2 separate regions of the Mus musculus genome follow, and region 2 is linked to region 1. The links are chromatin contacts, called in public promoter capture Hi-C maps. All regions are on one chromosome and are shown on one strand. The core of a region is the stretch at or near the end of the contact, and the rest is flanking DNA. Distances in the headings are between cores, read along the strand shown.

The links. Capture Hi-C pulls out chosen DNA fragments and counts their contacts.
Region 2: a promoter capture Hi-C map of pancreatic islet shows a contact between it and region 1. The contact joins two enhancer-like sites. A contact is called at or near these places in 4 of 115 datasets of contacts at active chromatin or transcription factors (cardiomyocytes, embryonic basal ganglia, embryonic stem cells and 1 more) and 2 of 9 other capture datasets (embryonic stem cells and pancreatic islet).

Annotation. Positions count from the first base shown.
Region 1 is chr7:112,488,883-112,494,665 of GRCm38.p6, forward strand. All of the region lies in intron 1 of Parva (parvin, alpha), which reads left to right. Among named protein-coding and RNA genes, the nearest start is that of Gm45998, 40 kb to the left of the region's middle. Within about 2 kb of position 3,014, at least 44 of the 459 cell types and tissues checked have an H3K27ac peak or open chromatin away from gene starts, as enhancers often do. A contact at or near this core is called in pancreatic islet, where this site is marked.
Region 2 is chr7:112,759,220-112,765,002 of GRCm38.p6, forward strand. Tead1 (TEA domain family member 1) reads left to right here. Exons shown (of 13, transcript NM_009346.4): 2 at 165-420. The coding sequence starts at 219. Among named protein-coding and RNA genes, the nearest start is that of Tead1, 83 kb to the left of the region's middle. Within about 2 kb of position 1,727, at least 98 of the 459 cell types and tissues checked have an H3K27ac peak or open chromatin away from gene starts, as enhancers often do. A contact at or near this core is called in pancreatic islet, where this site is marked.

The DNA of each region.
Region 1 (5,783 bases), core at 1,764-4,263:
TGGATAAGGAAGCCAGTGAGCTCCCTGTGGTGGCAGATACCTTTAATCCCAGGAGCAGGCAGGTCTCTGTGAGTTCAAGGCCAGCCTGGTGGACCTAGCGAGTTCTAGACCAGTCAGTGCTACTACACAGTGAGACCCTATAGAGGGGTAGATGAGACAAAGCTGACAACACTTAGGGATATGTGGGTGGCTCTAAAGAAAACCACAGCTGTTTCTGGATGGGCTGGGGTGAGCTGTCTGGGCACGGGATGCAAAGACACTGGAGTGGTACCTGCCTGGTGATGGGATTTTTTTTTAAAAAAGGTTTTTTGTTGTTGTTTTTGTTTTGTTTTGTTTTGTTTTAGTTTTAATTCTATGCATGTGAGTGGGGTGAGTCTATGTACATAAGTACAAGTGCTCCAGGTGACCAGGGCCATCAGATCCCCTAAAACCCACTGTGAGCCACTCAGCTGGGTGCTGGGAACCAAACTCAGGTCCTCTACAACAGCCATATAGGCCCCTAAGCACTGGGCCATCTCCACATCTCCAGCACCTGTGATGAGATTTAAATCAGAGTTCAACCTACATTCTGGAACATGAGTCCATTTTTGGTTGGTTTGGTTTGGTTTCCTTGGCTTTGCCTAAGCTGTCACCCAACCCACCCAACTTCTCTTATTTCTCCTGGCCTCTGCTTCAGGCCCTTGAGATTGCATTTAGTTCATGTCTGAACATTTTTATAGGCAGCACTTCTTTACCTTACTGGGGATGTTGACCCCAGTGGGAAGCAGGGCCTGGAAGATGATCAGAACTAGATGATGTTGTAAGGGTGGGATCCCCGTGAGGTAAAGGGTGGGTTTTATAGGGAGAAGAGGACAGACTTGGAATTCACGGTGCTTGTGACCTAGCACAAAGGCAGTCACCAGACACCAGCATCAGAACCCCAAAGAAAAATTTCTCTATAAAACAGCCAGTCTGTGGTGTTTTGTGATGCCAGTAGAAAATGGATCAAGGAACACATTAAGACTACTATTAAAGCTCATATTTAAATCTATAAACTTTTAAAATACTGAAGTGTTTTTGTTTTATTTAGTGTTGGGGGTTGTCTTAGTCAGAGTTTCAATTCCTGCACAAACATCATGACCAAGAAACAAGTTGGGGAGGAAAGGGTTTATTCGGCTTACACGTCCACACTGCTGTTCATCATCAAAGGAAGTCAGGACTGGAACTCAAGCAGGTCAGGAAGCAGGAGCTGATGCAGAGGCCATGGAGGGATGTTGCTTACTGGCTTGCTTCCCCTGGCTCAGCCTGCTCTGTTATAGAACCCAAGACTACCAGCCCAGGGATGGCACCACCCACAAGGGGCCCTTCCCCCTTGATCACCAACTGAGAAAAAACGACCCACAGCTGGATCTCATGGAGGCATTTCCCCAACTGAAGCTCCTTTTTCTGTGATAACTCCAGTCTGTGTCAAGTTGACACACAAAACCAGCCAGTATAGGGGTAGAGCATGTGGGAGCCAATGTCATATGTGCGGAGGTCAGAAGTCAAGAGTCTGTTCTCTCCTACCACCACATGAGTCCCAGCTATCAAACACAGGTCATCAGGTTTGTCATCAAGTGCTTTTAAGCCACTTCAAGCCATCTTGGCAGCCCACCTTTTCTAACTTTATAGAGGGAAATATCCTATCTTTTGATTTTAAAGAATTCTTATAAAGAATTAATGTTGGAAGTGATACATGTCTATAATCTCAACTACTAAAGAGACTGACTGGGCAGGAGGATTACAAGTTCAAGGTCAGCCTAGGTAATTTAGCAAGATCCTATTTAAAATTCAAATTTCTTTTTTAAAGGGGTTAAGACGGTAGCTTTGTGGTAGAATGCTTGCTTAGTGTGTGGAAGGCTGGAATTTAATCCCCAGGTTGAGGGAGGAAGGGAGGGGGAGGGAGGGAGGAAGGGAGGGAAGAAAAGGAAGAAGGAAGGAGGGAGGGGTAAGTTAGTTGAATGTTATTGATGGCTTCCTCCATATCTGCTAAAACATTCCTTAAAGATTTATTTTAATTTTATGTATATGAGTATTTGCCTGTATGTGTATATGTATAGTAAACATGGGTGCAGTGCCTATGGGGGCAGAAGAGAGGTCAGATCCCCCGGAACTGGTATTGCAGCTGTTTGTGAGCTGTCATGTGGGTGTTAGGAACCAACCCAGGTCCTCTGAAGAGCAGCCAGTGCCCTGAACTGCTGAGCCATGCCTCCAGCCGCTCAGAATAATCTTATATTTCAAAACATTTCATGTACAAGTTTTGAATTATTACCTCAGTGGTGCTAATTCTCTGTCCTCTGAGATTGCTTGTAACTGATTTTGAGACTTTTTCCTGTACTTTTGGGAGGATATTATTTATGATTTATTAAACTATTCAGATAATTTCCTCTCTCTCTCTCTCTCTCTCTCCCTCTCTCTCTCTCTCTCTCTCTCTCTCTCCGATGTATGTGTGTGTGTGTGTGTGTGTATACATGGATTGTCAGCAAGCACAGTTGAATATACACCACCTAGACTAGTTAGCACTAGGTTAAGTGCTACATGGTAGATATCCCATGATTCATCAAGAACAAACAAAAGCCCCTAAAAGCTATCACCTCCCCTCTTCCTGGAGTCTTAGGGGCTCCCCTGGGAGATTTTAGCATTTCCCCCACTGGACCCCCATTAGTCAGTCTAGGTCAGTGACACAACCCCACCAGGGAACCTGCTCGTGTGGCCTCTTCCCAACACTTTGCAGAAGGTGACTTCCTGCATACCTGTCCTGGTCCTGAGGACACGCTCCTCTAAGTACCCACAAGTGATATCTCCCTGCTTGTGTCCCAGTGTTTTCCTTAAGTGTGTCACTCACCATGGCAAATAATTATCCTAGCTGTATCCTATTATCTAATTGCCTCCTGTGTCATTATGTGTGTCCCCTGAGTCCAGCATCCCTGTAGGGACAGGGTGGAGGGAGGCTTCAGGTCTGTTTATTTATTTAACACAAGCTGCTCTGTGCTGCTAAGTATGTGGCAAACACTCAGAAACCCTCTCTGAGTAAGCAATTGGGTGACTCAGTAATTCTCACCTTACTCTCAGGCAAAACCCAGATTCTGGCCAGGGGCGGATTTGATCAGCTTTAGTGAGCTGGATTAGATTAGCTTTAGTGAACTCATTAGGAGAAAGAAACAAAAGGGTTTCCACAAGGGGCCATGCTTATCTTCCAGGCTGTCAAATTTGTCTATCCATCCTCTTCCATTCAAGGCATGGGTAACTGTTGAGTAGTTCCTGGGAGCTGAGAATGGAAGCTTCAGGGTTGGGGACACACACACACACACACACACACACACACACACACACACACACAGAGAGAGAGAGAGAGAGAGAGAGAGAGAGAGCCTTCCCTGGTTTCATGGTGTTCCCAGTCTAGTAGCAGAAGCTGGTTTTAAGCAAACCAACCAACCACTAGCTACACAGCTACAAATCGTGCTAAGTATCATAAAGGGGAGAGAATGGTGTGGATACCTGCAGTTGGTTTTCTCAATGAGCAGGGTTTTTCAGATGACAGGTTAAGCTGAGATATGCAAAGGTCCTGAGGTGTGGGTTGTATTGTTCCTTAGAGAGGCAACCAAAAGCTAGTATGTGACTGGAGCATGATGAGTCAGGGTGGAGTTCTATGGGGTGAGCCTGGATGGGGCCTGATGACGGGTAAGGTCCTGTGGTCCAGGCCTGGGCATTTGAGTTCTAATCAATTGATTATATGTTTTCCAAGATGCTGTATGCTAGCCACTTTTCTATTTTCTACATCACTATGATAAAAATGCCTAAGAAAAACAATAGAAGGAGAAAAGATTCAGGGCCATGGATTCATAAGCTTTCTTTCATGGTCAACTGGCTCCATTGACCTAGGCCTGGCGTGAGCCAAAACCCATGGTCGAGGACTCCCTCAGCAGTCAGGACAGACAGATGGACAAAAAAGGCCCTACCTGGGCTGGTGAGATGGCTCAGTGGGTAAGAGCACCTGACTGCTCTTCCAAAGGTCCAGAGTTCAAATCCCAGCAACCACATGGTGGCTCACAACCATCCATAACAAGATCTGACTCCCTCTTCTGGTGTGTCTGAAGACAGCTACAGTGTACTTACATAAAATAATAAACAAATCTTTAAAAAAAAAAAAAAGGCCCTACCTTTTTTGTAATAATGTCGTCAAATCGTGTGTACATCAATGGATTCACTCACTGCTTAGGATAGAATCCTCAGTTCAGTCCTGTATCCAAAGCCCTGCCTCTAAATACTACCCTCAGGACCGAGCCATCAACACGTTAGTTTGCAGGGAGATTTTAAAGCCTAGCCATGATAGCTTTTCTAAGCTAGCTTATGTGCTTAATAGTACCCCATCTAATAAATGTGTATTAGCTCATTTAATACTCTGACTTTACACACCTTAGGCGTTATTTATGTTTTTGAAAAACACAAACACAAAACAAAACACAAAACAAAACAAAAAAAAAACAGGGTCTCATGTAGTACAGACCTGAAGTCACTATGTACTAAATTTGGCCTTGAATTCTTGATCCTCCTTGCCTCCACATCCCAAGTGCTGATATTAAAGAATGTTCCACCACACCCAGCTATATAGCTATTATTAATATGCTCAACTTTCCAGTTGAGTAGCCAAGGCCCGGTGAAAATGGGCAATTACTCTGGTGTGACTAGAATGTTTATGGAGGGACTAGGAAACTCCCAGATCATCCTGAGCCTGCAGAGACTACACAGTGGCTCCCACTTGGCTATATAACTATATCTTTGGACCTTAAGTGGCTGGTCAAGTTTGTCAGAATAAGAACAAGCAGACAGAGGCTCTTTCCATAGTATAGGTGAAAGGTCACAGCTTTGGGCTTGGTGCGCTCTATCACTGAAGAGCAACGGACACTCCCGGGTGGCAGAATGGGGAAATATATGTGGGAATGAATAGATTTGATATATTTAGTCTGAAATAAAACACCTTGAAGGCACATTTTTATTAATGTAGAATTTTTAAAAAGAAACAAGAGGACTCAAGCTATATCACAGCACAAAAAGGAAGATAAAGAGAACAAGGAGCGAAATCACTAGGTAACCTTTGTCACTTTAACGCAGTAGAGATAGCAAACGAGAAAGGAAATAGTATTTGAAAGTTTGTCACTTCTCTAGACCACTACCCATAACTCCTTGCAGCATTAGCTAAGCAGGCTGACACAGGGACAGTGACAGCATGAGATAATGGGACTGGTCAGGAATTTATTGCCGTTAAGTGTGACGGGAGAGCTTCTGCCCTCCACCTGCCCTTCCCTTCCCTGCTTGCTGAAGTTTGATCAGTCTTCATGACCCTGCTCAGACCCCTGCCTGGGGTGGAAAAATAAAGCCGTCAATATGAATATGTGATGGCTTTGGTGCAAACTGACAGTTGACAGCAACCAACACTGGCCTTGTTGTGTGGCTTTTCTGCTCAGCCTTTGAACAATGGGTTTCGGAAACGATTCCCACCACAGATGATCCGTTTTGAAAAGCAGATTTTGGTGCCTGAAGGCATGTTTTTTTCAAAGTGTCTAGAAGCTTCTGTCATGCTGGATCACCAACAAGGCGATGCAAAGCTACAAGGAAGCTTCTATTACTATTAGCAGTATGAAATATTACGTTTTAGACAAAATCTTCAAATACAGCCGCTCTGTGACTACCTTTGAGTCTCTTGGGCAGGCAAATGGCCTTGGTCAGAAGTACAGTGCCATCAAGCTGCCAAATTAAGCAAGCCA
Region 2 (5,783 bases), core at 477-2,976, 270 kb after region 1:
CAAGGAGGACAAAATCATCTTGGGATCTCAGAATTCCATATTCTCCTCCAGGAATTATTGTCCACGTAACACTGTTGATGACCTGTGAGCTTACTATGCAGCTTGTAGAAGCAGTATATTGATGGCACCCCTAGCCTTACATGGTTTTATGATTTCTCTTTTAGGTTTGTTTTCTTGAAAAGGCTCCAGGCTTCGGCTTGGAAAACCCAACCGCCAAAATTGAGCCCAGCAGCTGGAGCGGCAGCGAGAGCCCTGCCGAAAACATGGAAAGGATGAGCGACTCGGCAGATAAGCCGATTGACAACGACGCGGAGGGCGTCTGGAGTCCTGATATTGAGCAGAGTTTCCAGGAGGCCCTGGCTATCTATCCGCCGTGTGGGAGGAGAAAAATCATCTTATCAGACGAAGGCAAAATGTATGGTAAGTGGCCTGGAACATTCCTTTCAGGGCCTCCAGCCTGCTGCAGTGGGAGGGGATGTTCTCCGAAGCCAGCCTGGTTGCTCTTTGTAGAATGACATTTGGCTATCCCAGGGACCAGGGCTCCACTACAGAGGAGGATCCTGGGATACCATCCCTTGGGGGTTTTCTCTTCATGCTTGACAGGCCTTCTGGCAGATGCTCTCAAGGTTCACGTGCCACGGTGGCATACGTGCAGGAGGGAACAAATTCTTCAGTCATTCGGCTCCACATAGCTGGCGTCGAGTGGGACCGAGTCCCTTGAGTCCTTCCCACCCTTGCAGGAAGATCTTGTGCTTTAGATTTGTATTTGAAATCTATTCTTTTTTTATTGGCTGGGGATGTGGTTGTTCCTGGCAGCACAGACCTCTAGGTTTAATCTACAGCCTTGGGAAACAGGGCATGGCAGTGCTCCCCTGTAATCCCAGTAGTGCTCCCCTGTAATCCCAGCACTCAGGAAGTGGAGCTAGGTTGACCAGAAGTTCAAGGTCTACATAGAGAATTCTGGCCAACCTGGACTTAATGAGACCCTGCCTCAACATTATGTCCCTCTAAAAATTCTGAAATCCCCCACTTCAGGATCAGCCCTGTACTGGCCAGATAAAACACACACAGGTTTGATTGGCCTGTTTCCATTCTTGCTTCTAACTTGCAGCTGAATGGCTAGTTAAGACGTTGTTGTGTGTCCTGTCCTGTCCCATCTGTTTTTCCCCAGCCCCAATTCATGTGCCCAGCTCCCAGCTCCCAGCTTCCCCTTCCTCTATGACTGTCCTCTGAGTAGGTTCTGGGGAAAGCTGCATGAGGCAAGGAAGGCAGGCCCAGCTTTCCAAATGGCTCTGGTTGCTGACAGCGAATGTCCCCACCCTAGCTGGTGTGAAGCTTCCCTCCACAGGTTGGGGACATTCTCTTTCCAGAATGCTCCCAGCTGCATGCAGACTTGCGGGTTTTTTGGCTATCTACCTTTAGGAAAGTAGGTGGCAGGTGGTCACTTGTACATAGTGCTTGTCTAACTGAGTTGACAGAGTTTGTGTTGTCACCAAGTCTAAAGAGATGCAGCCAGCATAAATTCCACCAACACTGGCTCATCCACTACCCGAGGCTCTTAACTCAACAGAGGAGTGATTTATTTCTCAGTAATTCCCACTATTTCTGTAATAGGGTGTTGTACCTTTAACCCCGCGTGTCTCTGTCAGGAGCCCAAGGAGGCTGTGCTCAGACCAGCAAAGACTTCTGAGAGGAGAGCAGATGGTAGCACAGCTGCCACCAGCTGTGCCCTGCCTGCCCTCCCCCTTCACCACGGATGATGTAATGGAAACAAAGACACTTTTGCTTTCTGTGGCACTGAGCCTCTCAGCCTGTCATGCACTCGGGAGTGAGAACCCAAACTTGTGGCATTTGTTTTATGCTCTTGTGAGTTTCTGCTATAGCCAGAGAATCCTCTTTTTATCTAGGGTAGTGAAGTCGGGCCGAAACCGGTTGCTCAGCTGCTGTGGGTGGATCCTGCGTCCGTCCTTTCTTCCCCGGCTTCTCCTTCCTCAGCTTTCCCTTGAAGCATAGCTTTGGGATGTTGCATTGTGAAGCTCCCACTTCTTTGCTCACAGGTTGTTTTAATCTAAATTAATGGCGTAAGACATTTGGTGGTGTACATCTATAATCCCAACAACACTCAGGAGTCTAAGGCAGAAGGAGAGTGAGAATTAGAGCCAGCCTAAGCTATCTAATGAGATCGTGCCTTTGAAAATGTTTTTTCCCCCTCCATTGAGATTTTCCTTTGTAAATAGTTGCCCACTTTGCCTATAACTCAATTGTAAACTTTTTATGTGAAAATGATTTTTAAGATCTCTTGCTGAGAACTGAATCCATGGAAGCTTCAGATTGGAGTTATTCTATCAGCTATTAACCTGATCACATTTGTGCTTGGTGTTAATGTAGTTTTGGGCTCCTGGGAAAGATGATCAAATAAATGAGGACAACAGGTCCTTGGAGACTTGCCATCTAGGATATTGTGGTTTTGAGGGGTGGAATTCAGCAGGGTGATTAGATATTGGTAAGTTTGGTGTTGGCTGTGGGATATGTGTCTAGGACGAGGGTAACTCAGTTCCCAGTACTTCCCAGTTGTATCTGTTTTTGAGTATGGGTGTCTTTCTCCTTAAGTTAACACTATCCGATTACTGTCTGTTGGTGGCCAGCCAGATTTAAAATGAGGCAACCGTTTTTCCTCACTAGGGAGGAAGAGTCTAGTATGGTTGTGGGTTTCACAGGGCCAGAGAGTACACAACCTGCATGGTTTTGTCCCCTGATCAGGAAGAGATGGGTTTTCTGCATTGGCCTTGCAGTATCTCCATCTGTCCAGGGAGGAAGCACTCCCCTTGGCTCCCTGTCTTGTGGCATAAGATAGAATGCCTCAGGCTATCTTGGAGGGAAGTGTGGTAGTTCCTGGGCTAGTTGAATTGGAGACTGGGCCTCCCTTTAGGGGATCTGCTTTAACTTTGTCAGAGAAAGTTGACTCTCCTTAGTGCTACCTCAGCCAGTCGGAGACAGAGTCATGTGAGCCCATGTAAGGCCAGGGTCACCCTTCGTGATCAAGCTTTTGCTAGCACATAAACGAATCTTAATGTTCGACCAGTAGTCAGCGGTCCCCGAGAGCATCCCTTTTCTCTAAGACCTTTGAAAATGGATTCTCTGTGAAGTCAGTCAAAGTCATAGCCCAGTGAAACACCTGGCGAGTCTTCCTTGAGGATTTCATTCCTCCATCTCTGAGCATTTCTGAGTTCTCTGGGTTGTCACTAGTCTCGAAACACTGGAAGAGGCAAGGTCAAGTGATTTATTTTGGTAATGAGATTTTCATCATGGTTGGCAGGAGAGTAAACGGAGAGTTGTTTATGATAAGCTTTTGTCCCTTGGAAGAGAAATGGCTTAATTTTCTGTTACCTTGGACGTTGGGCAGCTGAGACTGTGTAGCCGTCCGCCTGCCTGCCTCTGTGTGCCTGGACATTTTCTGTGTTCCCTGATGTACAATGCTTGCTCTTGGCTGCTGCCTCTGACTTTGCTCTTAAGATGCACAGGCCTTCCTCTTTCCTCTTTCATTCCTTAGCCCATTTTTGCATAGCTGTGTGTTTCTTTTTCTGGGAGGTAGAGAGGGAGGAGGGATGGGAGGGAAGTGTTTAAGGAGCATGCTTTTCTGAAGCTGGATTTTAGGGGAGTACACCACAGCTGAAAACAAGACTTTACCCCCAAACAAACAAAAATAACCCAAACTGTGATCTATGGGAATACCTGCGTCTGTTCCCTCTGTAACTGAAGACACAGTCTGGCAGTGTGGTCACATGTCCTTGGAATCCTTCAAGAGTTGGGACAGAAACCAGTTTGCAGTGATTGTGTGCCCTAGAGGCAGACAGGTGCAGCACTTAGCAGTTTAGACTGTGTAATTAATATGAATCCTGGCCTGGCACTTTTAGGTCTCAGGCTTTGGGCAAGTTGCCTTAGTTCTCTTGTGTTTCAAAGCCTGAAGCGCAAAGGAGGGTGCTAAATAGACCCAACTTCAGAGGATTGTCACAAAAATTAACTGAAGTCATTATTATGTGGGGTTGCCCACTGTGTTTGAATAGCATCTTGCATACAGTTGGGTGCTAAGTAAGTGTTTGTGAACTGAGAACAAAGCAGGAGTGTGTCTGCCTTTGCTGACTAAAGGCTCTGTATGTTATATGCAGCTGACATTCCCGAGAGCTCTCTGAGGTGCTATGGTAAAGGGGTTGGATGAGAGGGACAGCATAAGTCTGAGAATAAGATGGCTGGAAGGTGAAGGTCTAGGTCTGTCTAACTCCAAAGCCAGGGCCACCCCCACTGTGCTTTCTGTCCTTCCTTGGTAGAGGCCATTGCACATCAACCCAGCAAATCACTGTTGAGCGCCAAGCTGTATGCCAGCCTCATGCTTGGGATTGCCAGGATGAGAGCTGGGGACCAGACAGACACAGTCATGTCCCTGCCCTCACAGAGCTGTCACAAGTTCACTTGCTGGCCACTGACCTGAGGTCAGGGCTGCCTGCCAAAGATTTCTGGGAAGTCTGAGGACGCTTTGAAGATGGTCACCTTCCACTTAGCCTTTTGAAGCCTGTTCTTGGCTACCAAAGTCCAGGACACCTGGCCTGCTGCTGGCAGGAAGAGAGCACAGCAGGGAGGGTCCAGATCACAAGGCTGGCCCTAGTGCTGGCCAGAAAGACGTCTGGAAGGTTCTAGTGTCCTAGGTCGCTGCAGGCTGACTGGGCACAGCCATTGGTAGGCAGTGGCTTCTCCTGAGCCCAGATGCCTGTACCCTTCTTCTTGAGAAGAGCTGGGTGGCAAGCAGGGTACCCTACCTCCAGTTGTGTTTGGTTAATTTTTCCTGTGGTGCTGGGGATTGAGCCCAGGATTTCATGTATGCAAGACCAAGGATTCTGTTAAGTGATCTACTGGGGGAGGGGGGCATTGTTTCTTGTTGGGATGCTAGACCTACTACTGGTCAGTCCTGGAGAGCAAGCTAGTTCAGGAAGTCAGGGAAGATGTATGTGTGCCTCTACCCCATTCCTGACCTATGCCTTGCCAGTCACACACATGCTATGGGATTGCCTGCTGGCCTGGTTGGTGTTCAAGAGGAAGGGACTTGCTTAGTGAGTCGGGATATCAGCAGGAGAGGGCACACAACTATGTGCCAATCAAACGTCTTGGTGGCAGGGGGAGGATGCTGTTAGACCCCAGGTGCTGCCCAGCCCTGAGAACCATTTAAGGAGAAACAGGGCTGTCTGTGCTTCCACAGGAAAACAACTCTCGTGGTTCATTTTTGGGATGAAGAAGACTGAGTCTGTGGAGCTCCCAGAGTCCCTTGCATATAAATGACTCCAGTAAACTAGTCACTGGTCACTGGAAAGTGGCTCTCCAGGCCTGAGTTGAACATAACTCTTGCTAGTTCTTCATTTGGGCATCGTATGGAATCTTTGACCTTTTTTTTTTGACCTGCTGTTTCATGCTGATTGGTTAGACTAAACACAGAGCTTTACCGTGGAACAAGCAGGAAACCGGGACTCTCTGTTTCCTGTAGTCTTGTTGTAGGGTCAGACACACTGAAGTAAGTATCTTCAATGCTTGATGCTTATGCTCTGAGAACTTCTTCCATGGGAAGAAATGCTGGGAAAGGGGAAGAGAAGAAAAAAACATTTGCTTATTTTGTTGCATATATGAGGGCAGAGGAGCTCCTGTTGTTTTTTGTTTGTTTTATTTGTTTTGTTTTGTTTTGCAGCTAGTGTTGGCAATTCTTCATCGAAGTATTAGGGAGGCATTCTGATTTGAATAGG